Regions from separate parts of the Zea mays genome. Here region 2 is linked to region 1. Evidence: chromatin contacts called from public Hi-C data. All regions are on one chromosome and are shown on one strand. Each heading gives the region's core, a stretch centred on a gene start, on an enhancer-like site or on the middle of the called end of the contact. The rest is flanking DNA. Distances are from core to core; before and after follow the strand shown. Region 1 holds the start of LOC100217097. Region 2 holds the start of LOC100192094 (lipase).

What was found. Hi-C and Micro-C count contacts between places; a contact is called where the count stands out from the background.
Region 2: a Hi-C map of tassel shows a contact between it and region 1, with 3 times the contacts expected there. The contact joins the promoter of LOC100192094 here to the promoter of LOC100217097 in region 1. A contact is called at or near these places in 9 of 25 Hi-C or Micro-C datasets (bundle sheath, ear, endosperm and 2 more).

Annotation. Positions count from the first base shown.
Region 1 is chr3:155,925,576-155,929,665 of Zm-B73-REFERENCE-NAM-5.0, reverse strand. LOC100217097 reads right to left here and starts at 1,931. Exons shown (of 8, transcript NM_001143466.2): 1 at 1,559-1,931. The coding sequence starts at 1,607.
Region 2 is chr3:156,062,873-156,066,962 of Zm-B73-REFERENCE-NAM-5.0, reverse strand. It overlaps LOC100192094 (lipase), which reads right to left and starts at 1,926. Exons shown (of 10, transcript NM_001137517.1): 1 at 1,438-1,926; 2 at 500-579; 3 at 281-346; 4 at 144-191; 5 at 1-63. The coding sequence starts at 1,504.

The sequences.
Region 1 (4,090 bases), core at 682-3,181:
AAACAACACAGAGTTGGGAAAACTGGGTCAGATTTACATTTAAAAATAAAAAAACAAATACAGAGGCCACGGTTTGAAATGAAATGGCAAAACTAGTGAAAACAAACTAATGCATTTTAAAGCACGATTAGAAGTCCAGAACAAAGATGTAGAAATGCAGAAATGTTTCAAAAAAAGAATGCTGAGTTCAGTACAATAACCAAGCTGACCAGCCGAACAATTTTAGGTCTATTTTGTGAGTCCAAAAACCGGAGTGGATTGGAGGGGCTAAGAATTTTAGCCCCTCCAATCCACTCCGGTTTTTGGACTCACAAAATAGCCCTTAATGTTTCAACACGATAGGTTAGGTATCTGCGAGAGACAGTTAGATTTTTCCTGTGAGAGTCACAAAGTCCATTTGATAACGCAGATGTTTGACTAATGTGTTACCTGTATTCACAAAGGCCAGAGCAAAAATAGTGATGGGAAAAATAAAAAAACTCAAGTGCACTTTCTTATAGATCGATCAGTAACATACCATTTCACTACAGGTTCCTCAACTATTACTTTTAGCATACTCATTGTGTCTTTTTCTATTTTTCACATAATAGTGCAACCCAACCTTTTTGAGACAGAATCAGTTACAGCTATGATTGTACTCTGATCCAGGTCCGGCCCAAGCGCAACGCAACACATTTGTAGTTTAGGGATACCAAATAATGTATCATGTTCATAATAAAGCTTACCACACTTTTCCTGTCATCAAGGCCCTTCTCTCAACACAAATTAATATCAGGCGTAGTGTGAGCCGTTAGTGCGCTTTCATTCATGTTAACAAGAGCCAACATCCAAGCAGGTCCTTCCATGCTTCCCTAACACGCTGACACACGCCCCACCAGCAGCAGCAGCCACCGGACTTTTACAACCACTCGCACCACAAAGCCTACCTGTATGTGACCAAACGAACAGAATGGAAGCAACCAACTAAAGTAGTGGGGTGGAAGAAAAGATACAGGCTCTACAGTCGGCACTGCCACACATTACTGACAAAGTAAAGGCTAGGCTTGTTGCCTCGATTTGGGTCTGGATCCTCGAAAATCTGCCGAGAGAGAGATTCTGCGAGGTGATCCTCTAAAGTTCATGGAACCGTTACAACCGAGTCTGAGAAAGCAAGGTGGACGAAACCGTTTGCGTCCCGGATTCACGATGGGGTTTTAGCTTGGCTCCTACTCCATCGAGTACATCGCAGGTTCGGAAACCGATCCCCCAAAGCAAACGCAACAGTACTAGTTCACTCCGCGCCTATGATCATCAATTCAACGCACGCGCAGGAAACCATCAAATCCGCAAAAAAAAAAAACTCGAATCATCAGACAGCGTCATGCATAAACCTTGGCGCCACACACACACACACACGGACGATCCGCGACAGGGGGAGAAAACGTGAGCAAAGCCAACGGAAGACGGAAGCGAAGCAGACAGGCACGCCCCGCAAGCCAAGCACGGCGCCGGCGGCAGCGTCATGTGCGGTTCGTCGGCGTGGGCAGATGAGGCCAGGCGAGCGGGCGCGGGGACTTACATGTGAACTGGAGCTCGCGCGGGTGGATCTCGACGAGGTCCTGCCCCATCGCCGCAGGCCACGAGCAGACGCACCGGCTGCACAACAAGCACGAGCGCTGCCCGCCAGTAATCCCCTGGCGTGGCGTGGCGAGGCGATGCGATGCGAGGCGAGGCGCAACCGAGGCCGAGCCGGCGTGTGGTGCGCTACAAATTAGCAGCGTGTCCCCGTCACGAAGCCTCGGCGTCGCGCGCGACAGGGACCGCCCTCCCAATAGGCAATAGCGGTAGCGGCAGGGGAGGCGTCGGAGTGAAGACGACGGGAGGGAAGAAGGAAAGGGCGGAAGGCGGTCGCTCTCGTCGCACCGCGCCGATTTTGACGAAGTGGTGGGACGGCTGGGCTGGACGGGGTTTGGGAGGGAGTTGGGAGTACCTAGGGGACGCGGAGCGTATCCCAGGTCTGGGCCTGGCTGTGTGGGGCCTCCTTTTTCGCGGTGTGGGGTCCAGCTGACAGAACCTTTTGCAGATTGGTCCCTACGCAGTACGCACTACTCCCACCAGTCCACGTCCACCGCAGTGACACACCCTTCACTTGCTCACGACGGAAGTAGCCCTCGTTCGTAAATCCGCGATAGATTGGGGGTGGGTTTCTGAAGCGAAGGCTGCCAGGTGGACCACGCCGCCTTCACCGCCGTGTCGGCTGGAGGAGCAAAGCATACCAGTGCGGGGACGGGGGATTCGTGCTCGTCAAACGCAAACGGTACGGTGGGTCCAGTAGGGCGGCGCCACCTGGAGAGTGGAGGCTGGACGCGCGCACCGGGTTGGCTGGTCACCGTCAGCCCGGATGCTGCACGTCTGCAAAGGAGAGCTGGCCGGTTCGGATTTGCGGAAGCTGCGGCTTTGCTTTGATTTGATTTGGCCGCGTGCTTGCTCCGGTGGTGGTGATCTTCGTTTCTTGTTGTTTTATTACTGTGTCAAGTTATCTGTGTTGGCAGTTGGCACTTGGCACAGGTAAATGGGGTAGCGACGTGTCAACGTGCAAGGGCGAGCATCTAAGGGCATGTACAGTGGTGTTTAATGTGGGGGCTCTTAAGGTGTTTTAGAGGGTTATTTGCAAAAAAATCTTAGAGCCGTCTCTCCGTGAAGAGACGCCTCTGGCTCGTAAACCAAGTAACAACAGACGCCTCACTTCCTACTGTACGAATTTGTCGTCTGTTCTATCGATCTGATGCTATACAAATACATTTAATTCTGTATTTATTAATAGACTACGTTTATAGACACTCCATTGTACAATAGAGTCTCTTAGTTGTCTCCTCTGCTTGGAGAACCGTTTTGGTGTCTCTCCACTGTACATGCCCTAAGGCATCTCCACTAGTCCCAGAAAAACATGTCCTATATTTTGGTTTAGAGAAACATTAACAAAAAAACTCCTTAAATCAAGTTTCTAAACTTTACAAAGTTCTTATCTGAATCTATTTTCTCCATAAATGTAGCAACAGGGGAGGAATAGTCTCGAAAATCATCCACCCGCCAATTCCATTGGCAAAAAACGAGATATGTGCCACTGGTTCGTGTCCTTTTTATCATTAGGAAGAAAAGAAAAAAAAATAACGATGCATCTAACATCAATCTCTCACCACCCCGCGCGCTGGTTCTTAAAAAGTTTTGTTCAACAATCTCTGGTTCTTGCTTGAAGAGTGCATCAAGCAGTTTTGATTCAGAACTGGGTCGGTAATAAAACAGTTTGGCATTGTGATTCTGATCTAAAAGTAGGTTAGTACACCAGTTTTCTCTGGTTCAAGTCGGTTCATCTTATATATATTAATTTACAGCAGACAATTAGTAATTCTTTATTAGAAGTAAGATGATGTGATTTGGTTTAGCAACTTTGATGATTGACAGCCACCATCTTGGTGTGGAGCAAGCCGTAGTATAGGGAAGAGCGGAAGAAACCTACATTTGTCCTCGTGCACTCTCTTTATTTAGTTTAATTAATCCAATGATGTAATGGCACGGGTTCATGATTAAGAGTTGTTTAAATTGTAGTAAAGCACTTCTTTTGCCAAAAGCCAGTGCTAGATATTATTGTTGAGTCGATCGCCTTTGCACGTAAACAGCTGTTTGGCAATATAAGGAGGGTTAGTACGTCCTTTCTCTCTCTGTATGTATATACTTATTTGGCTTTTGTGCTCATGCTATGTATCGTATTTTTTTTTAAAAGAAAAAGTGGTCCAACAAACGCTTTCAGACTTTAGGGTATGTATATAAGTATATATATAAAAGATTGCAGCCCCGGGCCTTTTTAATAAAGAGATTAAAAGGAAAACCAAATGTGCAACCACTCACCTCACCTAATATTTTAAATAAACTACCCCCTTATAATTGTTAACTATAAGTGGATATTTTATTTCTTAAATGATTTTTTGTTTTTGTGGACACTTTATTCAGAACATGACACACTATCTTAATTGCCTTACTCTACCATTGCTTAAGGGGGTGTAGATAGACACAATCATTCGTCATTTTTTTTGACAATTTCATGTAGAGACAA
Region 2 (4,090 bases), core at 677-3,176, 140 kb before region 1:
CTCTTGAGTTCCTCTAAAAACAACAACGACTGCGTTTATGTCACTGGCAAAACCAAAATATGCCTGCTTGTATTCATTAAAACACGATGAGTATACTACACGGCAGGGAGATAATGGTACGAATAAAGCAAGCGGAGAAGAACCTGCAAGCAGTTCTCGACATCCACAATGATCTCTATCATCTCGAACCCCTAGGTCATCCAATAAAGCTCCATCATCCATCCATCCCAAAATTGCATAACAAAACTCAGAATGCACATGAGTGGTAGTGAAGGTTTACCTCGATCAAGTCACCGCATCTGGCACATGTCCAAGTAAACAATTGCGTCAAATCGGCAGTATAGATCTGCAAAATATCGTAATGTTTAACTCCAAAACACATTAAAGAAAAGGCGCAAACCTAAATAACTGTGGCATATTTCCGTATGAATTTTGAGGGAACAGTTTAATAAGTTGAATATTGAGGAAAAAGCAAGGGGGAAAAGGTAAGTGAACTTACTGCAGAAGCATATTCCACGAGTATCTTGGCAAGAGTCGAGTTGTATATGGTAGTGGAAGGGTTCTGTTTGATCGTAAGTTCTATTTGACGAAAGCAAAGCGTTACAACAAAGTTTCGTTGTGAAACTACCGTGGAGTAATATGGAACACAATGAATACGTTGAGACAAACCAACTAGCAGAAAAAAGAAGGTATGTAAAACATGGAAAAATGACACATAAATATAACTGCACAGAAATTTTGAATTAAGTGGGTATATGTTGATGTCTTTGAATCAAATCTGTACGCATCTGTCGCTTGTTAGAGTGAAACTGACTATGACCACGCTACAAACCATACTGACAAGACACGGCTCCAACTTTTTGTTTAAAATACTGAATAATCGAAATGCAGGGGCAAGGCAGATTTTATACTACTAAAAAGAAAACCTGAAGAATCGAAATGCAAGGACAAGGCCAATTTTATACTACTAAAATGCAGCAGCGTAAAAGTATTGGCAGAACGTGTGTCTGCATAGTAAGTACTAAGTAGCATGATAATTTGCCGCTAATTTATTTAATCAACCTTTTGAAATCGAAACGCCTTTCCAGTTCGTTAAGGTGCTCCTGAGAAACAGGCGAACTAAAAGTATCTCGTCTGTTCTTTGCATATGGTTTCTTCTTTTTTTTTCTCACGGATACTCCCACTCTCATAGGAAATCTACCCAAATTAAGTGAAACAGACACCTCTAAGGACTTGTTTGGAAGAAGGGGATTGGAGGGAATTTATGGGGCTAAAATACATTACCATTAAAAATTGATTGAATTGTAATGGATTTTAGCCTCTCAATCCCCTTGGTCCCAAACAAACCATAATTCTTTAAACGCAGCGAAGAGCATAACCTCTCGATAGAACATTGTGGAACCAAGAGACAGAAAAAAGGGGAGTAACTGCTCTCACCTCTCCCGGAGCAAGCAGCAAGGAAGCACAGCAGAAGCGCAGCCTTGAGCAACCCGCGGCGCCCCATCCCCTGAAAGGCTGGAACCACAACACGGGACTGGAAAAGCCAAGCGCACAGCCGAAAATCACGAGGAGTCCCGCACGAGGGCAGCGGATATTAGGCGAACCACACCGGGGACACCCTTCCGGAGAGGCCCGAATTGGCGGCGGCCGAAATTCCGCCGCGCGCGACCGCGGGGCGCAAGCAATCGGTGGATTCGGTGAATCCAAACCTGCGCTGAATCTTATTCTGACAATCGAGATCAAGCAATCCGATGCTGTCTGAGGCACGGGAAGAGTCGGGAAATCGGGGCGAGCGAAATACTGTGCTATGATACTAAGAAATAGAATAAATTAGGAATGGTGATAAATTAAGGGAGCGAAGCGAGAGCACGAAATACTGTGCTATGATACTAAGAAATAGAAGAACAACAACAACAAGGTTGGTGCGAAATGACGCGGATGCCCCGCTGAAGCTTATCAGAGTTTGGATCGGAGGTCGCGGTCTGATGCTGACCGGCGACGATGAAAATGAAAAGATCCTTAAAATTTTAACTAGTTTTTTCTATATATGATATAAGTTTAGTGGTTCAATCAATTTTTAACAGTGAAAACAAAATCGGACTAATTATTACAAACTCAAACCTACAACCAGGAACCATTTACCACGTGATTGGTTATCTGTGCAGATACAACCTGTATATTTTGATTGGGTTTCATGTATGTGAGGATGTCGGCTTGCGTACACTCATTCAGTCTAGGCTTTTTCTTCATCATGCGCTTGCACCTCTGGAGAAGTGGCGAGCCGGCATCGCTGGTGAGCCAGAAGCGAGGGAGGCCAACGTGCGGTAGGCTGACAACCAATCACGCGTTTAATGATATGTCCAAGACTACAAATAAAACTCCATCCATAGTATGTATATATAGAGAGGTTTGGGTGACGGGTTTTAAAAGCATGACGTCCTAACCATTTATTTATATTACCAAAACTGATTTGAGTTTCGTTATTTAATCTAAAACCAACCCTTATTACTATCATTTGATCATCGACACCCATAAGGCTTGCCCAAAAATGAAAATACTTTGCTTTCTTCTCAACGTGGCTCAAAGTATTATTTTCAAATATTTGTTTCAAATCAAATGCTGCTATATGACTTCTTTATTACATAACTTAAATAACCATCTTTATTTCAAATTTAATAGTTTTTGTTGGTTGCTTCTCGACCGACAGAAATTATTTAATTTTTGTAGACTAATTGAAAAGCCTACAAAAATATTTTGGACCATAAAAGTTTTCCATTTTGCTGAGTACTAACAGTATAATAGCAAAAAATGTCAAGAGCAACTGAGTTGCGACGATGGGAACGTTGAGGAATGCATGGCTTGAACGAGCTAGGTGAGCGTTAGCGATCAGCCACTGGCCTGGCTCACCAAACAGATTTTTCTCCTTTCTGAAGATCATTCTGTTTTAACTATCTTGATTGAAACATGCAGTGCAACACATCCGTGCAGACCTATCCTATCAATTAGTTGGAGGCACGCATGAGCTGGACGTAACTTGCTCATGTGCCAACAATTGATTTATTAGCGCCACCAAATTACTTAGCTTTTTATGCTAATTTAGTTTCGGGTGGAAATTGAGGTATTATCTAGTTATCTTTTGATGCTAAGTTAATTAGTCTTTTGGAAGAAAAAATGGAGCAAATAAGTAACATTCTCTAGACTTTTAAAGGTTTGGCTTGGAAACATTTGTGCTCACCAAAATTTATGCTTCTTACGTTTTCATGGTTAAATTACTTGGGATTTTCATGTTCGTCTTAAAAACTGTTATCTATTATAGCTCTATTGTCTTTTTACAACTTCTATAAAAAATGATGTCACTATCTACTATAATCCGCAATTTTAAACCTGGTGGCAACCAATTGAAAGTCCAAGTTAAGAAGCAATCGGTACCTTTTCCTTTCCCTAACGTTCTGAAAACGAGGCTTCAGCTTCGATTTGATCACCAATAGAAAACAGCTCTAAATCTACGATGAGGTCTAATTTTTTATATATGGTTTCAGTTATCGCGCCAGTAAAAGAAAATCGGCGGGCTAGATTAAAGACCCGCTAGTAGAAACACATTTCCACTGTAGCGGTTCTCTTAAACAAATCATCAGACGGTTAATGTAAGGGAATCGTCAGTGAAAACTGAATCATCACTGGTCGTTGACATAAACAAGCCGTCAGTGTAAATGGACGATTTTCACTGGCGGTTTAATTAAGAGAACTGCTAGTGAAAATGTCCACCAGCAGTTGCTTACTCCAATCTTCTGTGACCGTTGTAGTATAAAAATTCCTTCTTCCTCCCTGATCAACATTGTTTCTCGCAGCCACCTTCCATTGTAAATGATTTTGGAGATCTGGATTTCACAAAATACAAGGGTACCAACACTCAGTATTTTCTGTTATGATTGAATGTCACTTAGTAATTACTGGAAATTACTGAAGATCGTTCGGTAATTATCGGTTGGGTGAAGCTTCACCTAGGTTGACAAATAGTGTATATATATACACACACTTCATTTGTCACCTAGGGGATGGACCCAACCGACCCATCACCTAGACCGACCAA